7 separate regions of the Mus musculus genome follow, and regions 2, 3, 4, 5, 6 and 7 are each linked to region 1. A link is a contact called in public ChIA-PET, HiCAR-type, HiChIP or PLAC-seq and promoter capture Hi-C data. All regions are on one chromosome and are shown on one strand. The core of a region is the stretch at or near the end of the contact, and the rest is flanking DNA. Distances in the headings are between cores, read along the strand shown.

Region 1 (3,680 bases), core at 984-3,483:
GGTTTATGACAGCCACACTGTCTTACAGATGATCTCATATTAGAAATGCTTCCACAAGTTAGAGTGTCTTTTCTGATCCCTGCTTTATCCTCAGCACTCACGAGTATGGTAGAGAAAATGCTCTGTAACCGTAGCCTAAATGAACAACTCTTTATTGAAAAGAATAAAATGTTGTCACCCACATCAAGTGACTATACCATTGTCTACCCAAATATTCTTCCATTACATTTCTTTGCTAACGACTGTGGGCCCTAAAACTGTAAGGACTCCAGGCTGGGTGTGTAGTTCAGTGGTGCCATGTTAGCCTATCAGACAATTGCAAAGCCTGAGTTTGTTACTCAGCACAGACAAAAAAAAAAAGTCCAAATTTGTACATTATATTGATAAATTGTCTTGCGTCATTTGAGCTCACTGAGAAGATGGCTTTGGAAACAAGGCCGACAACCCCTTCCCTCATGCCAGACCCATGTTTGTCTCAAAGTCCAAAGTCTGGAGGGCTGGCTCCCCTAACTATGTAAAAGGACAGAGAGAGAACAGCAAAACAGCCCAAGAGTGAAAACACTTGTGCCCTTGAGAACAGAAGGGAAACGGTTTCCAGTGGAAGTCACTATAGTTTATCCCAGTATAGGAAAGTATCTGCAAGAAAAAGAATGTGCCCTCCAGTAGGAAGGAAATCCCGCAGCTCAGACAGAGGGACAGCCCACCTGGGAGCTCCAAATGACTATCTCAACTTTCTCTGCCAGTTTCTGTTAGATGTAGCAAGTGTCCAATTTGATATTACTTCCATCTGTTGCTTTACTAAAAACCTCACTGAAAGGGTCACTCTGTTCTGGCAAGGACTCTTTACTGGGAGTTCCACCGAGCTACCTTAAAGATAGCCAATAGACGTCTGCTGACTTTTTTTTTTTTTTTTGAATATGCAGTGTGATGATTTCTCTCTAACTTAATATACTCACTTATTTCAAACTGAAAATATCCCTATTATTGATCACTCTCAGGACTCTATGAGACATGTTACTATTTTGCAGACAGTATGACTGTTGGTAAAAATTTTTAGTTTCACAACCTTTATGGGGGACAATTAAAACACAAGTAACAGCTGGATGTGGTGGCATGTGACTGTAGTCTCCGACGCTTGGAGGGAGGTGGAAGCAAGGTGGATCCGGAGTTCAAGGTCATCCTCCTTCACACAGCCAGCTGAAGGCCAGTTTGAACAAGAGACCAGTCTCAAAATAATACAAACCACGTAACCTTACCCAAGGCTGTCTACTGAGAATTTGTGGTCCAAATGGGGTGCAAACACGTTTATTTATCACGTTATTTGTAATAATTCAAGATTAGAAAGTATTCAATAAGGAAATGGTGATATAAATTATAAGACATCCATACAACGAACTTCTATAAAATATTTCAAAGACTGTGCTGCAATAGTTACATAGAAAAACACCTTTAAGGAGAAGGTAGTGATGGCCGGTCAGCAAAACCTTGTAGAAGGGCGCGCCTGCCGGGTCCTTACTCCCACAATTGCTTCCAGCTACCCGCCCCTAAAACGCCGCTGATAGCCTATCTGCGAGATCCCGTGTCTCCCCTGCCGTGGCTCACCTCCCGGACCCCACAGTCTGAGCGCGGCCAATGCCAGTCGACCGCTTAGCGCCATGATGCTCTGCAGGACGACGGCGCCTAGAGGGTCAAGCGCCATCCGAATCCCCGCCCCCGTGAGCCAAGCCCCGCCCTCTCGGCACTCTTACTCCCGCCCCCCCTCTGGCCAAGTGCCGCCCTCCGGCGCCTTCCCTCGGCCGAGCCCAGCCCAGCCCCCGCACGATAACCCGAAGTGTGGAAGGCTGTGTTTATGCCTGGTGCTGGCAGCTTCTCCCTCTGTGGGACTCTGACTTATTGGTTGGGAAGCCAAACCGGGAGATTTCATCGTTTTACGCCGCTCTCGACCTCCTTGAGTAGGCGGGTGATAACTAATGCTCTCTGAGCGATTTGCATCACACCTAGTCCTCGCCAAACGCCATCCGGTTTCAGAGGACCCAAGTCTGCAGGCTTGAGGCTACGTGACCAGTCAGTGGCTAGCTGTCCCCAGGCACCTCTACTCTTTAATGCCTCAAGGGCAGGGCCAGAAACCCGGGAGAAGTTTAGCGGAAGTCAAGAACGCGGTTACCTTGACGACCGCAACCCGTGAGGCTAGTGGGACGCTCCCAGCATGCCCCGCGCGCCCGCGGTGCCGGAAGTGAGCGAGCACTTCCGTGCGCCATCCCTGCCGGTTCTGACTGCTTAGTGCTTGTGTTGTTCCCAGCTCTCTGCAATCATGAAGGATGTGCCGGCCTTCTTACAGCAGAGTCAGAGCTCCGGGCCGGGCCAGGCTGCCGTTTGGCACCGTTTGGAAGAGCTGTACACGAAGAAGTGAGCTCCGAGGCTGGGGCGGGAGGGAGAGGACTGTGGGAGGGCCAGGGGCTCTGATCAGTCCGGAGGGTCAGGGATGTGGAGGAAAGGGGTCGAGATAGCCTTAGGAGCAGAGCTGTTAACAGGGTTCTGTATCTAGACTCCCTGCGTTCCAGCCTTACCAGCTTTGATAAGAACAATTACGAATTGCTGACTTTGATATAAGAATTTGCCTATGAAAAAACACCTCTTCCTCAGAACCTTTCCACATGACAATGTCCAGCAGTTAAAACTCTTAGTGATTTCAAGAGAAATTTTTCAGTGTTTAGTATGTACCTGCCTATATATGGTGTAACATTTTGTGTTTTTCAAAACACTTTTATCTCTATTATTAAATATTATCCTTTAGTCTTGGTATGAAGTATGCTATTTCGGTGTCCTAAAGGTTCATATATTGGCTTTTTTAAAGTATTGGCTTATTTCATCCTTCCTATTGACAGATAAGATTGAATATCAGTTTTCTATTCTGTGAGGTATTCAGCTAATAAGTAAGAGAGAATGGAGTTCAAAATATAGCTGTAGAATTCTAAAGTCACAACCAATGCCTTCAAGGCTGAAGGCATCCGTTTCTTCACATTAGGATGTGGGGCTGAGGGCTTTTTGTTTTGTAGGTTGTGGCATTGGAATTCCAGTTGACACTCAGAGTGGGAGTTGACGCTGTCTCAAAAAGTGTTCTCCAGTGTTACCTAAGAAAACTGAGTCTTGAAAGGATAAGTGACTAGGGGGTGCAAGCAAAGTCAGTCCAGAAATAGGCTTGAATTGGCTGGCGCTTGCTTTAACTCCTGGCTGTGCAGTGGGACCTGGGAAATACTTGGTGTTTGATGGGACCGTCAAGGCTGAAGGCATCCTTTTCTTCACATTAGGATGTGGGACTGAGGGCTTTTTGTTTTGTAGGTTGTGGCATCAGCTGACACTTGAGGTGCTTGATTTTGTGCAGGACCCATGCTTTGCCCAAGGAGATGGTCTCATTAAGGTAATGACTTACCAGACAGCTCAGACGATGTTGAATATAATTACAAACTATTATTATTCATTTTTATTTACTTTTAACGTGTGTGCGCCCAAGGATGCCAGAAGAGATCTCCTGGAACTGGAGTTGCAGGCAGTTGTAAGCCAACTGGTGTAGGTGCTAGGAACCCAGTTTGAGTCTTCAAAATGCTCTTAAACTATCACTGAGCCACGTCTCCAGACAATTTTTGCTTGCTTGGTTGGTTGGTTGGTTGGTTTGTTTGAGA
Region 2 (3,673 bases), core at 272-2,771, 970 kb before region 1:
TTTATCCACTCATCTACTCCTGGGGATTTGAACTGCTTTCCCTTTTTGGATCTGGTGAGTGGTGAAAGGTCTTGAACCTGAGTGGTCTGCTGTCCACTCCAGTTTCCTTTCAGATCTTAGGGGTACCCAGTGTTGTATCTTGAGGTAATTCTCTGTACTTTCTCGGAGGATCTGCCATCTTCTCTCATGGCAACTGTACCAGCTCATGGGTGAGGGCTCCTGTTTCTCCATACACTTACCCACACTCGTGTTTAATTTGGAGAACTTTTCCAGCCCCTGGCATAGGGGGGATACTGCAAGTAGAAACAGAAGCACTAAGCGCACATCTTTCTCCGTGGAAACCCTTCCTTGACATCAGGTGGACAAAGCGTTCTTATGTAACCCTTCTTTTCCACAGAGCCTGTCCCTGAAGGACCTTCTGTCTAAGCTAGGCCGGCCCTTCAGGGAGTACGAGCTGTGGGCACTGTGCCTCTCCTGCCTTAGCACTCTGCAGACACACAAGGAGCACCCAGGTGATGGGTCACCCTGCTCTCCTTGAGCCCTGAGCCCAAAAGCTGGGGAGGGAGAAAAGGGAGTGGGAGAATGGCTGCTGTGACACTGCAACCTCTTAGCCTGGAGTCTGGAGAATGTGAAGGGCCCAACCTACTTCACCCAGCCATTTCCAGGGGCAGAGCAATATGGACCATGTCCCCACCCATCCTCCCGTTTATTCTTAATTCGATGAGGGTGATATACCCTAACAGTGTTCCTAGGCAACTGTTGGCTAGAATGGCCAGCCCTCCAGTGTCTGTCCAGTCTTGACAGGTTTTTCTGGGGTCTCTGTGTGGTCTGGAATCCCCTGATGCTGGCAAGGGAGCTGCCCACACACGGCTGCATACTTGATCCGCTCTGTTGCAGCTCACCTGTGCCTGGACAACGTGTTGGTGGCCGAGGACGGGACAGTGTTCTTCGGACCGCCCCCTGCCAATGGTACACAAGGGTCACTCTCGGGGGCAGAGAACCAGAGCGGGTTCCCCAAGGAAGGAAGAATAACCAAACTGTGGTTGCCTTTCTAGGCGCCTACAACTCACTCTTCTTGGCTCCCGAAGTGTCAGAAGAGAAGCTGGTGACAGAGAAGGTAACCAACCACATCACCTCTCTCGCTCCATCCTCACCCTCTGCCCAGTGGATCGCGGGGCCAGATGGCCTAAACGTGGCACCCATCTTACTCGCGGGGCTACTGTAGCTGCGTTCACTGATGTCTTCTGAGTCATGGGCGTGCCCTGGGACGCTGGGCGGGACGAGCTCCAGTCCGAGGGCGTAGACCCGCCGCCACTAACAAGCTAATATAATAGGCTCTTATAAATTTTAAATTAAATGAACTAAATTACACTCAGAACCTAATGCAGCCCCCACCCTGGGAATCAGGTCAGCTGATCCTCCAGGCTTTGGCTTATCTGGTACTCGACAAGGCAGGGACCAGGTCTTGGGAGGGAATGGGCGGAGCAATATAGAAGGCGGGGCCATGGGGGGCGGGTGGGAGGAGTGAAGGAGCAGGGTGATACCAGACAGGGCCGAGCAAACCAAGGTTTTTTCAGTCTCCTATGCTGGACCCTGCTACTAAAGAAGTGGCACCTGGAAAACTCCGCAAAGGTAAAGGGAGCCTCCCCGGGGTCAGGCTTACTAGCCAGAGGGCCAGGAAGGAGCAAGTGACTTCAGCTGGCCTGCCTGCTCCTTTTGCTTGCACAATGTGTCTGGGGTCCATTGGCCAGCCTAGACCTGAGACCCTGAGAGCAACAGAGGTGTGCTGGCCTTGGCTGCCCATGCTGAGGAGTCACCCACGACGGTGCGGGGAAGCTAGGACTATAGACATGTGGACAAGGAAAAGAAATGAGATCAAAATTTGAACAGGCCCGAGAAGCTTGCCCTAGAAAACCAAGCATTCATGGCATCAGAATTCTAGAAGGAAAGAAAACTGTGGGCGAGGCAGAAGAGTAATCAGTGAGTGAGTAATGAATGAAAAATATCCAATTGTGTCAAAACACATAAGCCTACCACTCAAGAAACGGAAAAGAAGGGGATTAACCTAAAGAAACCAACGCTATGTTGTAGTGAAACCCCTCGGAAAGCTGAAGGTCAAAAGAGAAACAGTTTATCTATGTTCGGGGTAAACGGTTCAAATGGCAACTGAGTTCCTACCTGATGACCTTAAAAGTGGAAACCTTTTACCTAGAGTCCTCTGTTCCGCAAAACCCCTATGTGTCAAGAAGCTCTCAGAAGGAAAAACAAAAAGAACTAAAAATGTATCACAGACAAGAGTAGTTAGTGCCGTGGGTTCTAAAGAGCCAAAAGAAAGACTGGGCTTGCAAAATGGTTGATTCAGTGGCTAAAGCGCTTGCCGAGTAAAGCCCGGCAGTTAAGTCTGGATCCAAGCCCTAGAGTGAAGGGGTTCCGTAGAGAAATCTCGCACCACAGATTTCACACACACACCATCCACACGCAATAATAATATGGTTTTGGAGCCGTGTGTGTGTGTGTGTGTGTGTGTGTGTGTGTGTGTGTGTAGTATAAAGACTGAGCTGGAGAGATGGCTTGGTGGCTCAGAGCAAGTAGAGTTTTATTTGTAGCAGCCACAGCAGGTAGCTTCTCCGGTAACAGCTCCGGGGTATCAGATAACAGCTTCATTTGTTTATAAATGTCTGTGGAGGAAATACTTAATCAAAAGTGGGAGAGGCGAGCTGGATGCAGACTTGGAGGACGTTGACAATGATCCACTGTGCAAACAAGCCACTAGGAAGCAGTCTGATAGACAAAGGGATGCCCTAGAAACAGGGCAGGTGAAGCAGACGGAACGGGGAGCCAGAGAAGCAGGAAAAGAGAAAGCACGCAAAGCAGAGATGGCAGAGGGAGGGGCGTTTGCAAGCACCAGGACGGCAGGAGACACCACAAGCAGCGTCCTCACGTGCTTGGCTGAGATGGACACAAACTCCACAGCTCAGCCAACGTGAAGGAGATTGCTGTGATGGCCCAGAGCTACCAAGGGACTTGGGCTTAGAATCTGAAGACTCTTGTGCAGTGGCTCGCAACCTTCCTCATGCTGAGACCCTTTAATACAGTTCCTCACGTTGTGGTGACTTCCAACCACACATTATTTTCATTGCTACTTCATAACTGTAATTTTGCTACTGTTATGAATCATAATGTAAATTTTAGAGATGGGGTTTGCCGAAGAGGTCTTAGCCCACAGGCAAAAAAAGAAAGAAAGGAAGGAAGGAAGAAGGAAGGAAGGAAGGAAGGAAGGAAGGAAGAAAGAAAGAAAGAAAGAAAGAAAGAAAGAAAGAAAGAAAGAAAGAAAGAAAGAAAGAAAGAAAGCACATAAAATTTAACAAACAACTTGTCAGGACAGATGGCTCAGAGGTTGAGAGTACTGACTGCTCTTCCAGAGGTTCTGAGTTCAATTCCCAGGAGATGATTCACCTCCATTTATAGTGAGATCTGGCGCCCTCTTCTGGCATTCAGGCATATATTGCAGGCAGAACAATGTACTTAATTTTTTTTTTAATTGTCTTTCTTTTAAAAAATTAACAAAAATGCCTCTGGTGCTATAGATGTAGGGTAATTACTCTGACTGCCTGGAGAAGTGGTTCTAAAGCTCCAGGAAGTGGCTGGTGGATATTGTGGCTATTCGGAAGTG
Region 3 (3,780 bases), core at 141-2,640, 670 kb before region 1:
GACTGGAATGTGCAGAGACTATGTATGGTCCTGTCCAATCCTCAGCCACTGCTCCACAATAGTGCTCCCTCACCCCCGAGAATTCGAGAGTGGGGGTATAGCTTCCAATACTCTGTTGTCCCTTTCCCACTGTTGTCTCTGCCTCTAGGCCTCTGCCTCCCTCTACCAGCATGCTCTTTCACTCTTAACCAACCCCATTTCTCAGAAAGAAGCCACAAGGTGGGGAACAACTTCCTGCTTCCAGTGATCTTATCTGTGCCCACAGGCATCCTGAGGCCCTGCATCTTTGCATGGTGTCCTGGTCCTTCCCAGATCTCTCTAGTGTGCAAAGTCTCACCCTGCTCTTCTTGTCCATCATTCTCTCCTGGCTTCTAACATCAACACCGAAGCAGATCTACCCTTCTATCTGAGGAGCAGACACGCTGAAGCCCCAGCTCTAAGATTTGCCTTCTTTCTCTCTTTGTCCCTCTTTAGTGCACACCTGCATGTCCTTCGTCATGCCCATGCTAGAGGGACTCCTAGGAAGGAAAAAAGAGGCCCACCCTCTCTGCTCCCTGCCCTCTCTACTTCTGGGAAGACCCAGTGAACACATTATTTCTCAAACATGTTTCCACACAACTTAGGCAGGGAAGGTGTTCCTACACATTTAACATTTCAAGTATATTCTAGATCAGTTTGTGGAGTTCTGTGCTCCCATAATTCAACATCTTTGTAGACTGAGGCTTCCAGCCTATCAGCTTGATGTATTTCCAGTTATTTACATTCCCTTTAGTGTCTCTCAGCTTTCTGGATAGAGGTGGCTTCATACCTTTCATGGGGCCAGTTCTCACATATTGGATATTTTTGCTGCTTCTACAAATGGACCTGTCTAGCACTCATTTTCTAATCCAATGTGTGGGGCACATGAAGATGAATAGCTGGCTCCTGTAGTTTGGTCTTCAGTAAGCTGGACTCTGCTGTGACATCTCGCTTTTGTGTACATTCTCCGGGCATTTCTACCTCAATGACATTATCTGGTTATGGCTCCCTGTCTAACCCTCTGGTGTGAGTTTTGTTCATCTTCCTGTGCAGGCTTCCAGCTCTTGGTGCAGAGTTGGTCAGATTTGTAAGAGCAAGAAGCAAGATGTTCGATGAGGGTGGGTATTCCCTCTGTAAAGCCTCTGGTTTGCAAACGCTTGGCTGTGATTATTTATGATCATAAATGGCCAGTGGATTTTATTCATTTTTGCACCTCTTATGATAGCATGATGATTTTCCTGTGTCGGTTTTTCTAACGTGGCAACTTAACAGCGTCTGGTTACGAGTGTCAGCTCTTCTCAGATGCTGGTCAGAGGAAGCTGCAGGAACGTGGCTGCTTTGTGGTTCTGGGTCTGGAGTTTCCTTTGGGTGGGACGTTCTGTTTCTTTCGAAGAGCTTTGAGGAGGTTTGGTTGACGTTTGATAACCACAAACAGTTACACAGTTAAGTGCTTTTGACTCAGGAACACACCCATGAAACCCTCCCTGCAAACAAGATAGCAGGTATCCCAGGGCTGCACACCTCCCTCCTTTCACCCTCAGGAGACCACTGGTGCTTTCTGATTCCAAAGCCGACTTTTCATCTCCTGGAACTGCAAAACATGCACCATGAGTAAAACCACCCAGTTTTAAGCTTTGATTATCCATGTCGCACATACCTGCGGCACATTGGAAACGTTTGCCACCATTTTCCATGGTCACCTATGGCTGATTAGAATACAGTGGAGATGTTTCAGTTTTTGGCAGTTAGGAGCAATTTTTATCATGAACACTGGTATGGTCTCGTTATTATACCTCTAATGTTTTAATTTCTTTTTCTTTCCTATCCCAATGTTTTAATTTATTTTATGCAAACACAAAGGAGAAAAAGACTTTGGCCCTTGGTAGGTAAATGTTTAGCTTATGAGACTCTCATGCTATCTTCCCTCAAAGTACTCAGTCTGGGGATGCAGCTGGCGCAGTGCCAAGAAAGTCATAGCTTTGGGGTGTTCCTTTGAATGAAAAAAAAAAAGATAAAAGCCAAAGGGTTTTGTTTTAAGAAACAGAAAGAAAAGAACAGATAAAATCCAACCCACAGGAAGAAAGAAATAACAATAATTAAGTGTAAGTAAAATATGGATTATCAACAAGCCTGGAGGTCAAGTGGATAAAATGTTAATAAAGCGAATTCCATCCTATCAAGACTAGTTAAGATAAAAGAGGAACCCCACAAATTATCAGTAGGGCTTGAGAGATTGAAGAGGGGTATCTTGTGTATGTCACTAATGGCTAAAAGTAATATAAGAAGTTTACAAATAGCTTCATCACAATTAATTTATCAATGAAGATTAACTTTACACATTCAGAAGCACCGATTCAATCATGGATAGATTATTTGAATATCCCTGTATCAGAGAAATTATCAGAGAAATTAAATTTATAATAAAAAATTTCCACTCTGGAGGCTCCTCAAAAAAAGAAAAAAAACCCTAAAAACAAAATAAAGCAAAACAACAACAACAACAAAACAGAAACAAAAAAAGAACATTCACATGACTCAACTACACAGCTCCTGTTCATGTGACCCAGCTACCCCACTCCTGGGCATCTGTGTGACCCAGCTACCCCACTCCTGGGCATCTGTGTGACCCAGCTACCCCACTCCTGGGCATCTGTGTGACCCAGCTACCCCACTTCTGGGCATCTGTGTAACCCAGCTACACCACTCCTGGGCACTCACACAGAAGTCTCCAGGTCAACATTTCACAGAAATACTTGCATATCAGTTTTCTGAAGAGGCACTCACAATGGCCAAGCTATGGAATAAGCCTAGGGACAAAGACACAAAACATACACAAAATGGAGCTTTATCCAGCTATAAAGAAAAAATTTAAGTTCTGTGCAGGAAAATGGATGCAGCTAGAGACAGTCATATTACATGAAATAAAGCCAGACTCAGACAAACACACAAAGAGAAAAGTGTTTTCTTTCACTTGTGGATTCTAGATTGTACATAGACAAATTATTCATACATATAAGACATGGAGGAAGATATAAGGCTGGGGAATGATGGTGACTAGCAAGGAGGGGATGGAGAAAATGAGGTGAGTGAAGGTGAATATGGCCAAAGTATATGGTTTAGTTATATGAAAGTATCATCATTAAACCTAGTACCATGTACAACGAATATGTCAATAAAATATTTTAAAATCTCACAGTAGAAAACATTGAGGGAGGTTATTGGAGATAGAAGAGTCTAAACAGGGGGAGGGTGAAAGGATAGAGAAGAGCAGCAGCAGCAGCAGGAGGAGGAGAAGGAGGAGGAGGAGGAGGAGCAGGAGGAGGAGGAAGAGGAGGAGGAGGAGGAGGAGGAAGGGGCAATCAGAACTAAGGGTTCTGGGATGGAGAGATGGCTCCGCTTTTAAGAGCAGTTGCTGCTGCTTTTTCAGAGAACCTGAATTTGGTTCTCAGCACCCATACTGGGAGGTTCACAACCGAGTGTAACTAGTTCCAGAGGATCTGATATCTTCTTCTGGCCTTTGTAGGCACCTGCACACAGGTAGTGTTAGCATTTCTTCTAGGTTCTGCCTCCCAGTTACCCGACAGCAGCCAGGTATGCCTGACTCACTATAAAAGGGGCTGCTTGCCCCCTCCTCAGTCAATTTCCCTCTTACTCTTTTACCCTCTTCCCTCTCTGCTTCCTTTCTCCCCCCTCCATGTGTTCATGGCAGCCTCTTCTCCCTCTCCCTCTCCCCCTCCCTTCCCCCTCCCCTCCTTTCCCCCT
Region 4 (3,927 bases), core at 1,046-3,545, 900 kb before region 1:
TGCGCCTGAGCATACCTGCCTTCTTTTGAAGGTTTGGGAGTTCAACATCATGGACCCAGCTTTCGGGAACAGAGTGGTGCTCTCCACCGGAGTCCCAGAGGGGTTCTGACAAGCTGCTGTTATCCACATCAGGATCTTGCATCTTAGAGGTATGTGGGTTGGGGGTAAGATCCCGCCAGGGTCGGACAGCATCCACAGCAGAGTGTCTTGGATCCTGCAAAGTACAAAAGTTGGGGAGTGAAGTGTAGCTGGGCTGAATTTGTTTGGTCATTACAAACTCTGGGTGGGGTTAGTATGGAAACTGGAGAAGAGCGGGAAGCACTTGGGTTGGTTGTACTTGGAGCAACTCTTAAGTGTTTTCACTGCCCCAGGGTAGGTGGATTTGGCTGGAAAGGAAATTCGGGAGCCCCCCCCCCCTTCCAGAAGATCAGCAGGAAAGTCAGGAATGAGTCTAAGTGAGGCCTGTTGCCTCATGTATGGACTTCATTTCTTTTTGGACCACAGGGACATTCATTTCTCTGTTTTATTCTCACACAGACGGATTGTCTGACTGAGTGCAAAGGGCAGAAGGCACAGCAGACTTGCATGCTGAATTGATGTGCAGACACTTACAGCTGTACCAGCTGAGCCTACATGAACAGTCCTGGCCTCCATCTTCTCCCTCAGTGCACATAGAATAGACTCGATAACTCCAGGCCTGTTGGATACCACCCTTTGGATATCATTATCTGAGATACACAAGTGCAGCTTGCGAAAGACTTTCCTGCAAAGAAGGTAGGAGCACATTCTCAAAGCAGTACCATCAAGGACTGGGAGTTGAGCCCTCCCTGAAGTTCTATGCTCCCTGCAATGCCTTCCAGCCACTGGGCAGCATCTTGCTTTCTCAGAGAGCCCCTTTGTGCCCTGCACTTGAGTGGCGCATGGCTATCTCATTCTTGGCCTTTGGAGCTATGTCTCAGGAGATCGCAGAACATGGGGTGCTCTATCAGGCCATGTTCTCTGCATTCATTCTCATCTCTCTACTGGCTTGCCCTCGGTAAATCCTGTTGAGACAGCTCAACAGTACCTGGAAACCTGCAGCTGGGCCCTCTCAGCATGATCATCTCCCTTGAGGTCTCTTTTCATCTCTTCCCTCTCAAACATAAGCCCATGAGATTAGACCCAGGCCTGAGCCCAGCAATGTTTCTATTCCAATCTGAGCCAGTCTTTTGGGGGTGCCCACACAGGTTCTCCACCTTGCTCTGCTCAGACACTTCCCGAGGGCCCTCTGTGATTGGACTACATCAGACATATCTGCCCGACTCTGTCCTTGAGATCACTTATTATACACAGGCAGAGTCTTGTCTGAGGACATTTGGGGAGGTGAAGTAAAACTCTACTGATCCGTAAGGGAGCAGGCTAGCTGATAGGCTGCCCTAGCACCCCCAGGAGTGGTACTAGGGGTACTAGTGCCCTAGTACCCCTGGTTGTGGTACTCTTCTATAGGCAAGGACCCACAGTTAGGCAGTCAGAGACCCATGGCTGGAGAGAGCATCCCGGGGTCAACCTAGGTGGGCTGAGCTCCCAGGCCTTGCCTGTTGAGAAGGCTCCAGTTGCTCAGCTTCTGGTCTGTACTGCAGGCTGGGACGTAGCTGTGCAAGTCCACCAGCCGAGGGCGGAAGTGCTTCACAATCTCGGCCACCAGCACTGTGGGAATGCGAGGGGAACTTGGCTTGCCTGGTCAAGACCCTGGGTTGCAACTGTAATCCCTGACCACATGAGATGCATGGAATGGAGTGGGAAGGACACGAGCTTTTCCTGGGGAGCCCATAATTGTCCCCGAGTCTGGCACGGCACCTAGACTCCAGGTCAGACCAAGTGGTAGGATGGCCTGGGAAGCTAATACAGCGTGAGAGCCCAGGGGGAGCTGGAAGAGCCACAGGAGGCCCTGTTTGCTACTACCTTTCCTAAGGAGCACGAGTCTGGACTCAAGAACCGCTCCGTTCCCCCAACACCCACACCCGTACTAGGGGGCTGGAGGCAAGGGTGGCCCTCAGCTTTGAGTCCTCTTCATCATCCGCCCCATAGCGCCTCGCCCTCACTCGCACCACCATCACTGAAGTCCCGAGCCAAGTGGCGCTTGGGGCGGCTGAGTGGGAGCCGGTCCAGCCAGGCGCAGAGGTTATGAATATCCCCAGGCGTTGGCAGGAACGAAGCTGAGCTCGGCTTGGAAGCACTGAGCATGGCAGAGAAGTGGGTGTGCAGCAGAGAAACACAGCGGAAGAAACCTGGCGGGTTTGGACCGTTGCTGGGAGACGCGGCACAGCCGGAAGGGGCGGGGCCCTAACCGCGCTGGTCCCTCCCTCGATCCCAGGAAGGATTGGTCCTCCTGCACGCCCAGAGATCGGGCTGAATCAAGGTGGATGGTTAAAAAACGAAGGGAGATGGTAGGTGAAATTGTTTGATCTGGTGTAATAAAAACAAACTGCCATGTAGAATGTGATCTATAATCTATTGATAAAATAGAATCTTTATTAGTGAATAGTGTTTAGTCATAATTTCAACAACTAATCTGTTTCAATCCGGAGATGACGGCAACTTCTTGTCCCAACACCCCAAGAACGACGTCTTTTCCTTTCCTAAGTCTCATACACGAGTGGGATGTAGATACAGGAACTGTGCCTTGGAGAGAGGTCACTGTGTGAGGGCCAGTGCAGAAGTTGCTGGGAGGGGACTCCTGGCATTCTGTCCACCCAGAGACAGACAGACTTGATCACGCCCACTGCAGGGTACACCGCCCCTGCCTAGCAACTAGCATACGCAGATGTATGGTCTAAGCTGGCCAAGGCCAGTGAGAGGCCACTGGTTCATGAGGGCATCTGGACAGCAAGAGCCACAGAAAGATTATTCCTGAGGTAGGAACAGCGTGTGCAGGTCCAGCCTGGGTGGTGGTTGTGGTGTTGCTGAAGGAACACATTTATAGGAGCAGTGGTATCTCCAAACGTCCACAAACGATGGCCCTGGGGTGCCCTAGCTGGTCACCTCTTCTGGATGGGGACCTTCAGAGCAACCTTTGGCTCACCAGCTCCCTGCCAAGAAAAAAAGGAAATCGATATTAAAGAGGACCTGATAAGAGAGAGGTCCAGCTGAAAATACCCATTGCCAGTTCTTTAAATTTAGACTTCCACTTCCCCTAACAACAGAATGGGCCCGACCTCACAAGATGACTGTACTAGCATTTCATATATACTGTAGACTAGCCATATGAAAAGGAAAATTCCATAGCCCCCGAAAGCCGCAAGCACTGGAAAGTTCTGGCAAATTATAAAGCAGACATCAAGCCTGTTATTGAGGATTTTTTTTTCTTTCTTTTTTTTTTTTTTCAAATGTCACTAAAACTTACCAGCTAAGAAAATGAAAACAGCCACTCACCCTCCGAAACAGTGCCACAGTCAGCAGGAGGGTTCCTGCAAGATGGACTCCCCCTTCCCCTTCCCCTTCCCCTTCCCTCTGAGGCTCACCTGAGTTGCTCCAGGCACCGTCCCTCCAGTCCCGGGCTTGACTGGTGGTGTCGGGGGTGCAAAGGTTGGCTTGACCTGGGAGGAACCAGACACAGCTGACTGAGAGCATCTCCTAAGTAGGCCAAGTACGGCCCTTAGCTTCATCCTGAGGCTGTCCTGCTCAGCTCCAGCCTAGCCTGGAAGGCTTCTGTCTGCACGCAGCTCAGTAGGAAACATCTGCATGGCCTCACCGCTAGGAAGATAAAGCCCGAACCTGGCAGAGCTCCTCTTCTTGGCTAACTGTCCCAGCCAATCATCTTGCGGCCTCCCCAGTATCCCACACATTGCCCTGAAGCTTTCAGAACATGGGTCTTTAGAAGCTCAAAAGGAAAGAATTAACTAGGAAAACCCGTTTTGTTTCCACATTGTTAAAGAGGATGGTAACATG
Region 5 (3,618 bases), core at 1,102-3,601, 830 kb before region 1:
GGTACCCTAAGGGCCTCAATCTTGCATGATAGGATTGAGACCGAACAGGATAGGACAGAACAGCTCAGATGGCCTGTTTTCTTTCCTCGGATAAAGGTAGAATAAAGGTACAAGTCCGGATTCCTAAACAAGTCCTCCGCTTTTCTACGGAGCACCAGAATTACAGAGGCAGCCGGCACTCAGAGTAACTCTTCTGGGACCTTCACAGGCCTCACCTCCTACCGCACCCACAATGGGAGATCTGAGATGCTCAACTCTCACTTTCTTCTCTTTATTGACTGGACACCTGCTGGCAAGAGGCTAGAGGTTGGTCCCTGCTGCCTTCAGCCCTCTGTCTCCCCCCAGCAGGCTCTTTTCGAAGAAGCTCAGAAGATGCTGGGGGCAGCAGCCACCCTTACATTAGGGCATGGCGCCAACAGTCCCCTCCCCTACTTCCAAGTCCATCCAGCGTTTGCCTCTAGCTCCTTGAACGACATATACTCTAAAAAAAAAAATAATAATGGTATAAAACCTAAAAAGTGTAAAAGTTTCCATTTGGTCACAACAGTTGGAGAGACAGTAATTTCTAACCGTCCGATTATCTCATTTTTTATTTTGATTTCTTCTTATGGAATTTGTTTTCTTATGCCAGCTCAATCGAGCCTCTCTGAAGTCCTCGGTGTCCGGGCAGAGTGAATACAGGGAGCACACCCACTCCAGAAATACTTTGTCGACTGCTTTGTAAGAAATAGGAAGAACTGCTTTTGTCTGTTTCAAGGACTATATGACGGTGTGTTTTCTTTCAGAAAAACAGATTGATGTGGGCAAGGTTTTAGGAAGGTTTAAAGTATTTGTAAGATGTCTATAAATAGGCTCCAGTCATCAAGTATAACACCGTATAAACAGGAGGAGGGGGGGGGGGAAGACTAAAATGAAAAGTCAAAAGTTACCAGGAGCATCAGCGGCAGGCAGAACTGTGCGCAACCCTGAGCCTAACCAAGAGGTTAGGGCTTGATTCCATGATCTAAGACAAGTAGTACATGCCATAGGCCGCGACAGGCCCGGCGAGGATCCCAGGAACCGCGTTGCCGCCGAAAGTGGCCGCGGAGCTGTGCAGCTGGGTGCCCAGCGGGAAGGGCAGGGCAAACGCCGCCGGCAGTAGTGGCTTCGCTGCCAGCTTCAGCTTCTCCAGCTCAGCTTCCTGCAGCCGCTTGGCTTTGGCTCGGCGGTTCTGAAACCAGATCTTGACCTGAGTCTCAGTGAGGCTCAAGCTGCTGGAGAACTCGGCGCGCTCCGCAATGGATAAGTATTGCTTCTGGTGAAACTTGCGCTCAAGCGCCAGCAGCTGCGCGGTGGTGAATGGCGTCCGTGGTTTGCGATTGGTTTTGTGTTTGCGGAGGGTGCAGGGTGGAGGGCTCGGGGCACCTGAAAGGAAAGAGAAGCGCAGGGCGAGCGCTCAAACTCTGGCTGCACACCCCTATTTCGACCGACCTTCTTCCACCCTTACAAAGGAAGGTTGGTGCTCCGTGGCTCCGTGAGTGCTCCGCTCAGCGGTCCCCAAAGCCACGTGGATAAGCAAACCAAGGAGGCAGGGGAGTGGAGGAGGCGCCCTAGACTTAGGTCTGCTCTCCCAACCCGTGATCTTGCACCCCAACTAAACTGGGGACTAACTATTTGGAAAAAGAGCTAAACTGGGCCTGGAGGCTGTCCAATAACCGAAGACGAGTAGCGGTCAGGTCTCCAAACAGACCAGTTAGCTGTCGGGGGCATACGCAAAGTGGGCAAGGGGTGCAGGAGCGTGAGCGACCCGGAGCGGAAAAGCATTAAGGGTATTTGTTGTGGGTTGCGGACCTCGACCAAGAAGAGACCTGGACCTGGCGGTTGGGCTGTGCACAATGTTGGGCGCCCACCGCCAGTTATCATTGCTCTTGGACTGAGCCGGTTAATGGCTAGTAATTACTAGCCACTAGTTCGGAGCAACAGTGCGCATACCCCCACCCACCTTGGACTTTCGAGCCTTGACAGCGCGGTCGCTTTTCAGGGCCTGAGACCGGGAGACTGAGCACTTACGTGGGGGACAAGAGTGCGCGACTGGAGGGGGCCAGGCTCCAGGCTTCGAGGCGCCGAGCGGCCTCTCCACCCCCAGCTCCCCAGACTCGGAGCCCGGTACGCGCTCAGCCTCCAGCAGAGACTCGACGCTGAAGGGGAGTGGTCCGTGCTCTGTGTGGCCCCCGCCGCGAGCTTCGAGCCCCGCCGCGTTCATGTCGAATGTCGCCCGGGCCATGCATGGGATGGCGGGTGCGGGGCTAGCCGCCCGGCTGGGACGCGTGGGACCCAGCGGCGGTTTATTTTGCTAGGACCTTGGGCTCTGTGGTTCTCGGGCCCCTCCGCACCCTATAAAAAGGTAGCACCGCTTTCATGCGCCGCTACCCAATGGTTGTTTCAGCCGATGTGCGGGTCTCAGTGCGGGTTGGATTCAGTGTTTCGGGGGCGGGACCGACAGAGAGGGGCGGGGCTTCTGCCTGGGAACTGAGTGCCCCGAGACCTGGGGTAGCATTGTCGTGCCCACGTCAGGATTTCGGGACTTACTGCCGTCTGTAGGAACGCTTATGAAGCTCCTCCAGCGGGAAAAGCTGAGGGGGCTGTCAGTCTTGGGTAAAGAGATGGTTGGCCTCAGCCTTCTGGAGTGGAGGAATGGACTGCGCGCGAGCGCTCATAGTGGAGCTACGTCCAGGCATCAGTTCTTTGCTGGCACAGTGAGCCTCCGCGCTTAGGCAGAGCGCAGCTATGGGCTCGTGCCTACTACAGTGCTGTTTAATGAGGCTGATCGGCTGTTCTTGCTGCGTTCCTGGCTCGCACGTGTTTTAGTCTGCACCGTGGGGTTCTAATGGGACCAACACGTCTCCTCTACTGATCTCTTGAGGTCGAGTTGTGGCATCTTTAGTTTCGCTTTGGTCTCTCTTTGAGCTCTTGGAGTCTCCAAACATTTTCTGGGCCACTAGCAACTTCGAGGGCTGAACTTGCGTCCCAGTTTGGGCCAGGAATGGGCTAGAAAGACGCGTCCTGGGTCCCAAGCGCAGAGGCCAAGGGAAGATGGTGGAGACAGATCTCTTAGAGGAAGTTAGCATACTAGCCCGTCATGCAGGCACCTCAGGCTGCTCAAACAACTGGATGCTGGGCGCATCGTTGTCTTCTGGTGTCCTGTATTTGCCTGGCGGCCGATGCAAATTCCTGAAAGGCCGCCGGAGAGTATCTCTGTTGATGCAGTCTTTCCTTGACCAGGCAAGCAGTGTGGGAACCTCTTGAAGGCGCTTTAAAAAACAAAACAAAACAAAACAACCCGCCAGCTAAGGATTCTAAGGAAGGGTGGATCTGAGGCCAGATAGAGTCCCTAGCTCCTGGTAATACTTTCCCCCAAATCTCACTGTTCCTTTGGTTTTAAAACAAAACAAAACAAAACAAAACACACACACACTCACACACACACACACACACATCACCAAACAAACAAAAATGTTCTTCTATGTTGCAAAGCAAACTGTGGCGGTAGCGCCATAAAAAGAAACCAGGGCTTTGATTTTAGAATACATTGGGAGGTTGATTTAGGAAATAAAGTCTGATTAATATCCTAGAGCACAA
Region 6 (3,383 bases), core at 293-2,792, 940 kb before region 1:
CCCATCACATGGGGGGCTTGAACCAGGTGATAAACACCTTGAAAACAACAGGCTGTAACTCAGAATACTGTCCCCAGGAAGCTAGGCTTGGAATGGCAAGTAGAGATGACCTGGCCTACCCCAGTCATGAGGAACACAGCCAGTGGTCCTTGGTCTTTGTTCAAGCCCCTAGTCACAAATCACTAAAGAAACAGCCGCTAATCTTTGCGCTACATTGTTGTCTTCGGTCCCACAGCAGGAGACCACCACAGTCCCAGAAGCAAGATGGCAGACTGGTACTCCTTTTGACTTCACTGATCTCTGTAAAACTAGGGCTACTAGGGACTTACTTGCCATCTTTTTAGGATGTTCCTTTTTCTTGTCTTGACTACATTGGCCAAGAATTCTACACTCAGACGAACTTTGAATATCGTTTTCTTAGTCTTAATCTTGAGGGGAAGAGTTGATACTTTGTCACCCTTTGTTAATAGATAGAAAGATTCCTTTTTGTAGTGTGTGTGAACTAAGATTCCAATTTAGCAGCCGCTGATCGCTATCAAATCTAGCACCCAAATGGCCTCCCTAGCTAGATGAGTCAACTAGATACAACATGTATCCATCCATCTTCCAAAGCCCCCAGCCAGAGCAGAATGGAGAGGATGGGTCTACAATTTGCATAGATAAACAACACATTCTGGTGCACTAGCCATACAAGGTGCCAGAGTTTTGTGTTTCTGGAGCTTTTCACAGGCTGTTTATGAGTAGTAACTAATGGGCGAAGCACAAATATAAAAACAAAAACAAACGAGCTGACTCCTCCCATCTGCCCTCTTCACTCGATCTTATTACATTGTACCTTGATTAAATGCTTTTTAAAAATGATTTATTTGGGCCTGGAAAGATGGCTCAGCAGGTAAGAGAGTGCTCTCACCGAAGGTCCTGAGTTCAAATCCCAGCAACCACATGGTGGCTCACAACCACCCGTAATGAGATTTGACGCCCTCTTCTGGTGTGTTTGAAGTCAGCTACAGTGTACTTAGGTATAATAACAAATAAGCCTTATTTTAAAAAGATGTATGTATGTATGTATGTATGTACTTAATATGAGTACATCGCTGTCTTTTGACACACCAGAAGAGGGCATCAGATCCTATTACAGATGGTTGTGAAACACCAGGTGGTTGCTGGGAATTGAACTTAGGACCTCTGGAAGAGCAGTCAGTGCTCTTAACCACTGAGCCATCTCTCTAGCCCTAAATGGTTTTTTGGGTTTTTTTTTTTAGTAAAAAAATTTTTACACGTTCTGTTTTGTGTAGCAGGGCAAAAAAACTCCGTTCTCAGGTCCTGGGTCCCTAAGGAAAGGACTAGAAAGGGGATGGGCTAGAATAAGCAAGGCACAGGCCAAGAGGAACTAGGTAGGCGAGGGGGCGGGGCGGCTAGACGATGGGAGGGTCGCAACGACCAGGTTCAGACGCAGAGGGCGGTGCGGGGTCCTTAGAGCGTGTGTGGGCGGCTCTGGAGGAGCCCTCCTCTCTGGTGAGGCCACGCCTTGGAGTGCACGCACCTCTACCTGGCTCAGGGATGCTGCTTCGTCCCCGGAGGTTGCCCGCTTTTTCTCCGCCGTCGCCAGCTAGCCCCGACGCTGAGCTGCGGTCGGCCGGGGATGTCCCGGTGACTACGTCTGATGCCTTCGCTACTTCGGGCGGGATGGCTGAACCCGGCTCGCCCAAGGCTCCCGTGTCCCCGGACTCGGCGCAGCGCACGCCCTGGAGTGCCCGAGAGACGGAGCTACTTCTGGGCACGCTGCTGCAGCCGGCCATGTGGCGCTCACTACTGCTGGACCGCAGGCAGACTCTGCCTACTTACCGCCGCGTGTCCGCCGCACTGGCCCGTCAGCAAGTTCGGCGCACGCCCGCTCAGTGCCGCCGTCGCTACAAGTTCCTCAAGGACAAACTCCGAGACTCCCAGGGCCAGCCGTCCGGACCCTTCGATAACCAGATCCGCCAACTCATGGGGCTATTGGGGGACGATGGGCCGCCGAGGGTTCGCCGCCGCTCTACTGGCCCTGGACGTCCCCAGCGCCGCGGCCGCTCGTCCCTCTCCGCGTTAGCACCCGCACCTGCACCGGTGGAGCAAGGTAGGAGCAGCCATGTGGGCAAGAAGGGTCTGGGTCTCCTGGGGAGGGGCGGAGCCCTGAGTTGGGATTCCGTACGTTCCGCGCGTTTCTCTCGTAGAGGCCGAGCTGCCGCTGGCTGCGGAAAATGACGAACCTGCCCCTGCGCTCAGATTCAGTTCTTCCACGACGAAGTCTGCAGGTGCCCACCGCATTACCAGCTCTCCTCCTCTTACGAGCACCGACACTCTGCCTCCTGAGCCGGGCCATACCTTCGAATCCTCCCCGACGCCAACCCCCGACCACGACGTGGAGACCCCGAATGAGCCTCCTGGCCTTTCCCAGGGCCGTGCTTCTTCCCCGCAGGTTGCTCCCCAGTCGTTGAATACCGCGTTGCTGCAGACCTTGACGCACTTGGGCGACATCTCAACAGTTCTGGGCCCTCTGCGCGACCAGCTGTCGACCCTGAACCAGCACGTGGAGCATCTACGAGGTTCCTTCGACCAAACCGTTTCTCTGGCGGTGGGGTTCATTCTGGGCAGTGCAGCCTCCGAGCGGGGCATCCTTGGGGACTTGCGCCAATAAAGCTTTGTTATCAGTCCTCTTCTCCAGAAACGACTCCCAGTCTACCCCGACCCCTGTTACTGTCCCCATCCCCATCTCAAACCTAGGTTCTTACCAAAATAAAGATTGTGTTTTCTACTTAATCCTGTGAATGAATTCGGACTCCAGGTCGCGGTAAGAATGGAACCCTAAGGGTAGAGGCTAAAAGACACAGCCCCTCGCCCCACAGTTGTGCATCTTTTCGGTGAAGATTTGGCGGAGTGGTACACAGTTGTTACCTGATGTTTGGGGCACCTGATGTGCGGAACCCCTCCACTGGTCAGCAGTGATTGAAACCCAGGGGCTGGCTGGATAAGGTACGTGGATGGCGGGTAGGCTAAGAAGTAGAAGGGCCTCTCTCAAGGCATTATGCTATTGAGTAAAGTAAAACATCCCTAAAGTTCTCGCCTATCCTGAGTAAAACTCAGTTTGAATACTCTGGGCCGTGTGAACCGGAATAGTCGGGGAGAACTTGGAAGACTTCCTCGGAGGTGTCAGATTTATAGAGAGAGGCTGGGGCCTGGGTATCAACCACTCCAACGGACTTAGCAAAGCCCAGCTGCCCAACTAGAACTTTCAAAGCTGAAATTCCAAGGTCCTCAGGGACTAGAGAGTCAGAGTGGGGGAGGGCTTAGGTGCAGGTAGAGGAAAGGAAGCTGCTGCCGGCACTTCACTAGCATAACAATGA
Region 7 (3,876 bases), core at 244-2,743, 680 kb after region 1:
TGTCACCACAGCCAGGAAACAGATGAATGCTGTTGCTCACCCCGTTCCTTTTTATTCCGCTCAGGACCCTTACAGCCTATATTTATGGTGGGCCTCAATCAGACTAATCTAGAAACTTCCTGACAGGTGTGTCCAGATGTTTGTTTTCATGATGAGTGTAGTAGATCCTATCCAATATGACAACCAAGATTAACCATTTTTTAGACATGGCTCAGTGGGTAAAGGTGCTTCCTGGGACTCACAAGGTGGAAGGAAAAAAATTGACTCTCACAAAGTGTCCTTTGAGTTCCACATTGCACACCCCTTTCAATAAATAATTTATAATGAAATTATTTAAAATACTAACTATAGGATGGCTGTGGTGACTCTCAGAGTCAGTACAATGGAGGAGTCTGAGAATCTCCTGCAGTCTCATTCCTGTCTGGGCATAAGCAATGGGATTCCTATTGCCACCTGTCCAGCACTCCTTATATGGCCCAGAAGCATCTTTTTGATGGTGCAGACAAGCTGGAGGAAGTTTATTTTCTGGTGCTGGCTCTTTCACCTCTTAAAAAGTCAGGCAAATTCAGCAGCCTCACCAGAGATTTGGCTTATTATGTTCTCAGTTTCTTCCATCAGTCCTGGGACCTTGGTGGACTGCCTGATTTATAGGAGGGTCGTGCCTCTTATTCTCTGGACTAGGCTCTACCACATCTGTATAAAAGCAAGGGACAGAGAGTTCTGCCTAGTGGGTCTGGATCATGATAACCACCTTAGGTGTGAAGCTTCCTCTTCACAGAAGAGAGCTAGGGAAGAGCCACCATGATCTCCACTTCCTGGAGTGGTGGGCCAATCCCGCTCTTCTGCAAAATGGGTCCATAGGAAGGATCCAATGGGGCCACCTCGCTAGAGAGGGGAACAGGGGAGCAGAAGCAATAAGCAAAGGGGCCTGGATGAATGCTGAGAGGTTGTACTCCAGACAACAGTCACCTCGGCAAGAGTGGTCAGTCTAGCTTCAAGCCTCAGTTTCCCCATTTGTAAGGGAAGTAGGAACCTGGAGTAGCGCTTCCTTTTGTCCCAGTTTAGAGGCTTGTAAACGCCTCTCACTCCGGTTCCACGCCGGTGGCCTGGGGTAGGTCAGTCCAACTGCCAGGGCTCTGGGGCCGGTTTGCACAGGCAAAGGTTGACTGCTGTAGGTGCTAGTGCAGCCCGCTCCTCCCCTACACCCCTGTGTGACACTGGGTTGATCCCGCACTGGTGTCAGTGTCTCTGTCTAGGTAAAGCCGGGCTCACCCGTGAGAGCGAGATCGGGGCTACTCCGGTATACATTGGAAGGATCCTTCACCAGGCGGTGATACCAGGAGGTGTAGCGCCTGCGCGCTCCGCACAGCTCCGGTTCTCCAAGCAGCAATCCGGCTCTATCCCGCGCCACGCCCCCATCCTCCTCGTCCTCCCCCCGCCCCCCAGCACCGCGAGAATGCGCACGCTCTCTTGCACCGCCCGTCGCCGGGCGCGAGGCTCAGCGTGCGCGCCAGCGCGTGCGTCGTGCGTGCTCGCGCGCGCAGCCCAGCGAGCGGCGCTCGGGGGCCCGAGGCGGCTGTGGCTAGGCGGCTCCGCGCTCCAGGGCTCTTCGGCGTGACCGCCGCGCCCGTGCTGTTCTAGCCCGCCGCCGAGGCCGCTCCCGGGGCGCAAAGATGCCGGCCGTATCCAAGGGGGACGGGATGCGAGGCCTAGCGGTCTTCATCTCCGACATCCGCAACTGTGAGTGCCAGACGCCGGGCGGGCCTGAGCGGGGGCGCGGCCGGGGGTCCGCAGGTGCGGCCGGGGGTCTGGGGGGTTCGGCCGGAACGGGGAGAGGGGTGTGGGCCGGTGCGCGGGTCCGCTCAGGCTTGAGAAGGAGGGCTGTGGAGTGCAGATCGCGCGGTGGGGCGGGGGTCCCGCGCGGGCGCTTAGGGTGCAGAGCGCGCGTCCTGGGTGCACATCTGGCGGGAGTTGGTAGCCTGCTGCGGGGGGACCAGACTGGGGTGATGGTGGTGGTGTCCCAAGTCCTGACCCGAAGATGAGGTGTAGAGTGAAGATTCGTGCTGGTGAGTGGGGCAGGGTCCTGGAGGTGCAAATCTGGCAGTGGGGTTGGGGTAGGAGCAGAGATGTTAGGCAGAGATCTGGGGTGCGGACCCCTGGTAGAGTGATTGCATGTATGGGTTTGGACAGTTGGGAGATTGCCTGTGGGTGTTCAGACTGAGGTGCGGGGCTTAGGTGTCTTGAGATCTAGGTGTAGCGATGGGAGTGCGGGGCGCGGTGGGGAGTCTGTGGGGTTTGTGGCACAGTCGAGGGGTTTCCGGCCCTAGACGCCCCTCCCCAGCATGATGTCATCTTGGTCTTTCTAGTAATGGAGCCTTTAACCCAGCCTTTTCCAAAACAGCGTGGATTTCTCTTTGGGCGGGGATAGGGACACTATACGTCTCTCGGACCTGATTCAGGCGGCATGTTGGGCGATGATTAGATCTCACCCACTGCGATTAAAGTGACTCATTCCCCCAGGGAACCGGGAGCAGCCGGGTGTGGATGCTGGAAGCTGCGCCTGCTTCTCCGCTGAGCAGTTCTGTAGCCAGTGTCCCCTGGGTGGAAAAAAAAAATCTGCTCAAAGTGAAATGGGTCGGAAGGTTAAAGGTCAGGCAGGGCGGGTGCCCAGGACTTTGGCTTACAGAAACTTCTGAGGGTTATCAGACACCCCCTTACTGATGAGAAGAAAAGCCATTTTCCTGTCAGTTTATTTTTTTCTTGGTATCCAGCAAATAGCTGACTCCATGATTTTTGTTACTTTAGAGATTAATATGCTTCCTGAGGAATTTTGCCCAGTGTGTCGTCACACTAACACTTAAATTTATACTGTATTCCCTAAGACTGTGTGCAGGACCCCAGCTTGCCTGGGTCTGTAGGACTCTGGAAGAGGTAGATTTCTGTCCCTCCCTGCTCTGCAAAGATACAGGCATCCTTGGATCAGGGCTTACCAAAATTTTAGACAATAACATTCATAGTCATGAAGCATTTTGTTCTTTTCTTTTTCTTTTTGGTTTTTTCAAGACAGGGTTTCTTTAATAACCCTGGCTGTCCTGGAACTCACTTGGTAGACCAGGCTGGCCTCGAACTCAGAAATCCACCTGCCTCTGCCTCCCAAGTGCTGGGATTAAAGGTGTGCGCCACCACCGCCCAGCTGTTATTTTCTTAAAATTTTTGTAAAAAATTACATTTATAAGTGTTTGTGTTGTGTGTGTATGTGTACTCACCCACAAGCCATGGTGCCTGTGTTCTGGTCAGAGGACGTCTCTCTCAGAAGTCTGTTTCCCCTTTTCATCATGTGGGTCTTCAGGTGTGGCAGCAAGTATCTTTACCCCCTGAACCATTTCCCCAGCTCCATCCTTCTGAAGAGGGTTACATTTGTGCAGGACATTGAGAGTGAAAGCCAGTTTCTCACCCAACAGGTTACCACTTGTTAGACATGCCCTGTGTTTGATCAGAGGTGGTACATGGTAAGAACTTGGTAAATAACTTACTGGCTGATTGGTAGAGAAGCCATCCCTCCTTGGCATAGCTAATCTTTGGGGATGATTGATTTTTGTTGTGGGGAGACAGTTCTATGTTTTAGAGGATGTTTGGCAACACCAAGTGCCTCAGTTGAAATAGTGGTAAATAGTTCCCCAAAGTTGTATGGAATGTACAAGACCATTCCTAGAGGAGCTGTTGGAAGACAGGGTACCTGGTATCTGGGTCTCTCTGGGTGCAGGTTTCTGTGTAACCTAGCCATTCTCTCAGAATGCCTTCTTTCTCAGCTGTCAGGTCTCCCGTGACACTGTGGCCCTCCCTCTCCTGTGGAGCAGTGTCCTCTGTGATGGTGTG

What was found. ChIA-PET counts read pairs in DNA pulled down with a chosen protein or histone mark. HiCAR-type assays count read pairs that join an accessible place to other places. HiChIP or PLAC-seq counts read pairs in DNA pulled down with a chosen protein or histone mark. Capture Hi-C pulls out chosen DNA fragments and counts their contacts.
Region 2: an H3K4me3 HiChIP or PLAC-seq map of embryonic stem cells shows a contact between it and region 1, with 7 times the contacts expected there. The contact joins the enhancer-like site here to the promoter of Psmd13 in region 1. A contact is called at or near these places in 3 of 39 promoter capture datasets (cranial neural crest, embryonic stem cells and hippocampal neurons) and 4 of 115 datasets of contacts at active chromatin or transcription factors (astrocytes, embryonic stem cells and forebrain).
Region 3: an RNA polymerase II ChIA-PET map of effector CD8 T cells shows a contact between it and region 1, with 8 read pairs. The contact joins the enhancer-like site here to the promoter of Psmd13 in region 1. A contact is called at or near these places in 3 of 39 promoter capture datasets (the 3T3-L1 cell line, cranial neural crest and stem cell-derived epiblast-like cells), 1 of 484 Hi-C or Micro-C datasets (embryonic stem cells) and 3 of 115 datasets of contacts at active chromatin or transcription factors (the SCID.adh cell line, T-cell acute lymphoblastic leukemia and effector CD8 T cells).
Region 4: a contact with region 1 is called in a HiCAR-type map of astrocytes, with 4 times the contacts expected there. The contact joins the promoter of Spef1l here to the promoter of Psmd13 in region 1. A contact is called at or near these places in 7 of 39 promoter capture datasets (the 3T3-L1 cell line, cranial neural crest, embryonic stem cells and 3 more), 3 of 484 Hi-C or Micro-C datasets (bone marrow-derived macrophages, cortical neurons and embryonic stem cells), 16 of 115 datasets of contacts at active chromatin or transcription factors (acute myeloid leukemia, astrocytes, bone marrow-derived dendritic cells and 10 more) and 1 of 9 other capture datasets (liver).
Region 5: a contact with region 1 is called in an H3K4me3 HiChIP or PLAC-seq map of embryonic forebrain, with 7 times the contacts expected there. The contact joins the promoter of Msx3 here to the promoter of Psmd13 in region 1. A contact is called at or near these places in 8 of 39 promoter capture datasets (the 3T3-L1 cell line, the C10 cell line, cranial neural crest and 5 more), 1 of 484 Hi-C or Micro-C datasets (muscle stem cells), 16 of 115 datasets of contacts at active chromatin or transcription factors (the SCID.adh cell line, acute myeloid leukemia, bone marrow-derived macrophages and 12 more) and 1 of 9 other capture datasets (pancreatic islet).
Region 6: a promoter capture Hi-C map of pancreatic islet shows a contact between it and region 1. The contact joins the promoter of Utf1 here to the promoter of Psmd13 in region 1. A contact is called at or near these places in 6 of 39 promoter capture datasets (the HPC-7 cell line, cranial neural crest, frontonasal cranial neural crest and 3 more), 14 of 115 datasets of contacts at active chromatin or transcription factors (the NIH/3T3 cell line, the SCID.adh cell line, astrocytes and 6 more) and 2 of 9 other capture datasets (embryonic stem cells and pancreatic islet).
Region 7: a promoter capture Hi-C map of adipose tissue shows a contact between it and region 1, with 4 times the contacts expected there. The contact joins the promoter of Ap2a2 here to the promoter of Psmd13 in region 1. A contact is called at or near these places in 2 of 39 promoter capture datasets (neutrophils and pre-B cells), 1 of 115 datasets of contacts at active chromatin or transcription factors (pancreatic cancer cells) and 1 of 9 other capture datasets (adipose tissue).

The regions. Positions count from the first base shown.
Region 1 is chr7:140,880,161-140,883,840 of GRCm38.p6, forward strand. Psmd13 (proteasome (prosome, macropain) 26S subunit, non-ATPase, 13) reads left to right here and starts at 2,234. Exons shown (of 13, transcript NM_011875.4): 1 at 2,234-2,406; 2 at 3,340-3,418. The coding sequence starts at 2,312. It overlaps Sirt3 (sirtuin 3), which reads right to left and starts at 1,709. Exons shown (of 7, transcript NM_001127351.1): 1 at 1,603-1,709.
Region 2 is chr7:139,913,085-139,916,757 of GRCm38.p6, forward strand. It overlaps Kndc1 (kinase non-catalytic C-lobe domain (KIND) containing 1), which reads left to right. Exons shown (of 31, transcript NM_177261.4): 7 at 398-512; 8 at 898-969; 9 at 1,056-1,117. Among named protein-coding and RNA genes, the nearest start is that of Kndc1, 20 kb to the left of the region's middle. Within about 2 kb of position 1,522, at least 41 of the 459 cell types and tissues checked have an H3K27ac peak or open chromatin away from gene starts, as enhancers often do. A contact at or near this core is called in embryonic stem cells, where this site is marked.
Region 3 is chr7:140,206,886-140,210,665 of GRCm38.p6, forward strand. It overlaps a transcript of Cd163l1 not described here. Among named protein-coding and RNA genes, the nearest start is that of Olfr524, 6.0 kb to the left of the region's middle. Within about 2 kb of position 1,391, at least 33 of the 459 cell types and tissues checked have an H3K27ac peak or open chromatin away from gene starts, as enhancers often do. A contact at or near this core is called in the SCID.adh cell line, T-cell acute lymphoblastic leukemia and effector CD8 T cells, where this site is marked.
Region 4 is chr7:139,976,460-139,980,386 of GRCm38.p6, forward strand. Spef1l (sperm flagellar 1 like) reads right to left here and starts at 2,296. Exons shown (of 7, transcript NM_001033465.3): 1 at 2,088-2,296; 2 at 1,575-1,686; 3 at 613-763; 4 at 16-214. The coding sequence starts at 2,223. Adam8 (a disintegrin and metallopeptidase domain 8) reads right to left here. Exons shown (of 24, transcript NM_001291066.2): 23 at 3,501-3,575; 24 at 2,473-3,068. The coding sequence ends at 3,018. Gm16201 (a long non-coding RNA gene) reads left to right here. Exons shown (of 5, transcript XR_389973.3): 4 at 32-149; 5 at 538-2,521.
Region 5 is chr7:140,046,737-140,050,354 of GRCm38.p6, forward strand. Msx3 (msh homeobox 3) reads right to left here and starts at 2,352. Exons shown (of 2, transcript NM_010836.3): 1 at 2,050-2,352; 2 at 1-1,404. The coding sequence starts at 2,263. The coding sequence ends at 1,004.
Region 6 is chr7:139,942,314-139,945,696 of GRCm38.p6, forward strand. Utf1 (undifferentiated embryonic cell transcription factor 1) reads left to right here and starts at 1,543. Exons shown (of 2, transcript NM_009482.2): 1 at 1,543-2,116; 2 at 2,214-2,799. The coding sequence starts at 1,561. The coding sequence ends at 2,677.
Region 7 is chr7:141,560,687-141,564,562 of GRCm38.p6, forward strand. Ap2a2 (adaptor-related protein complex 2, alpha 2 subunit) reads left to right here and starts at 1,494. Exons shown (of 22, transcript NM_007459.3): 1 at 1,494-1,740. The coding sequence starts at 1,674.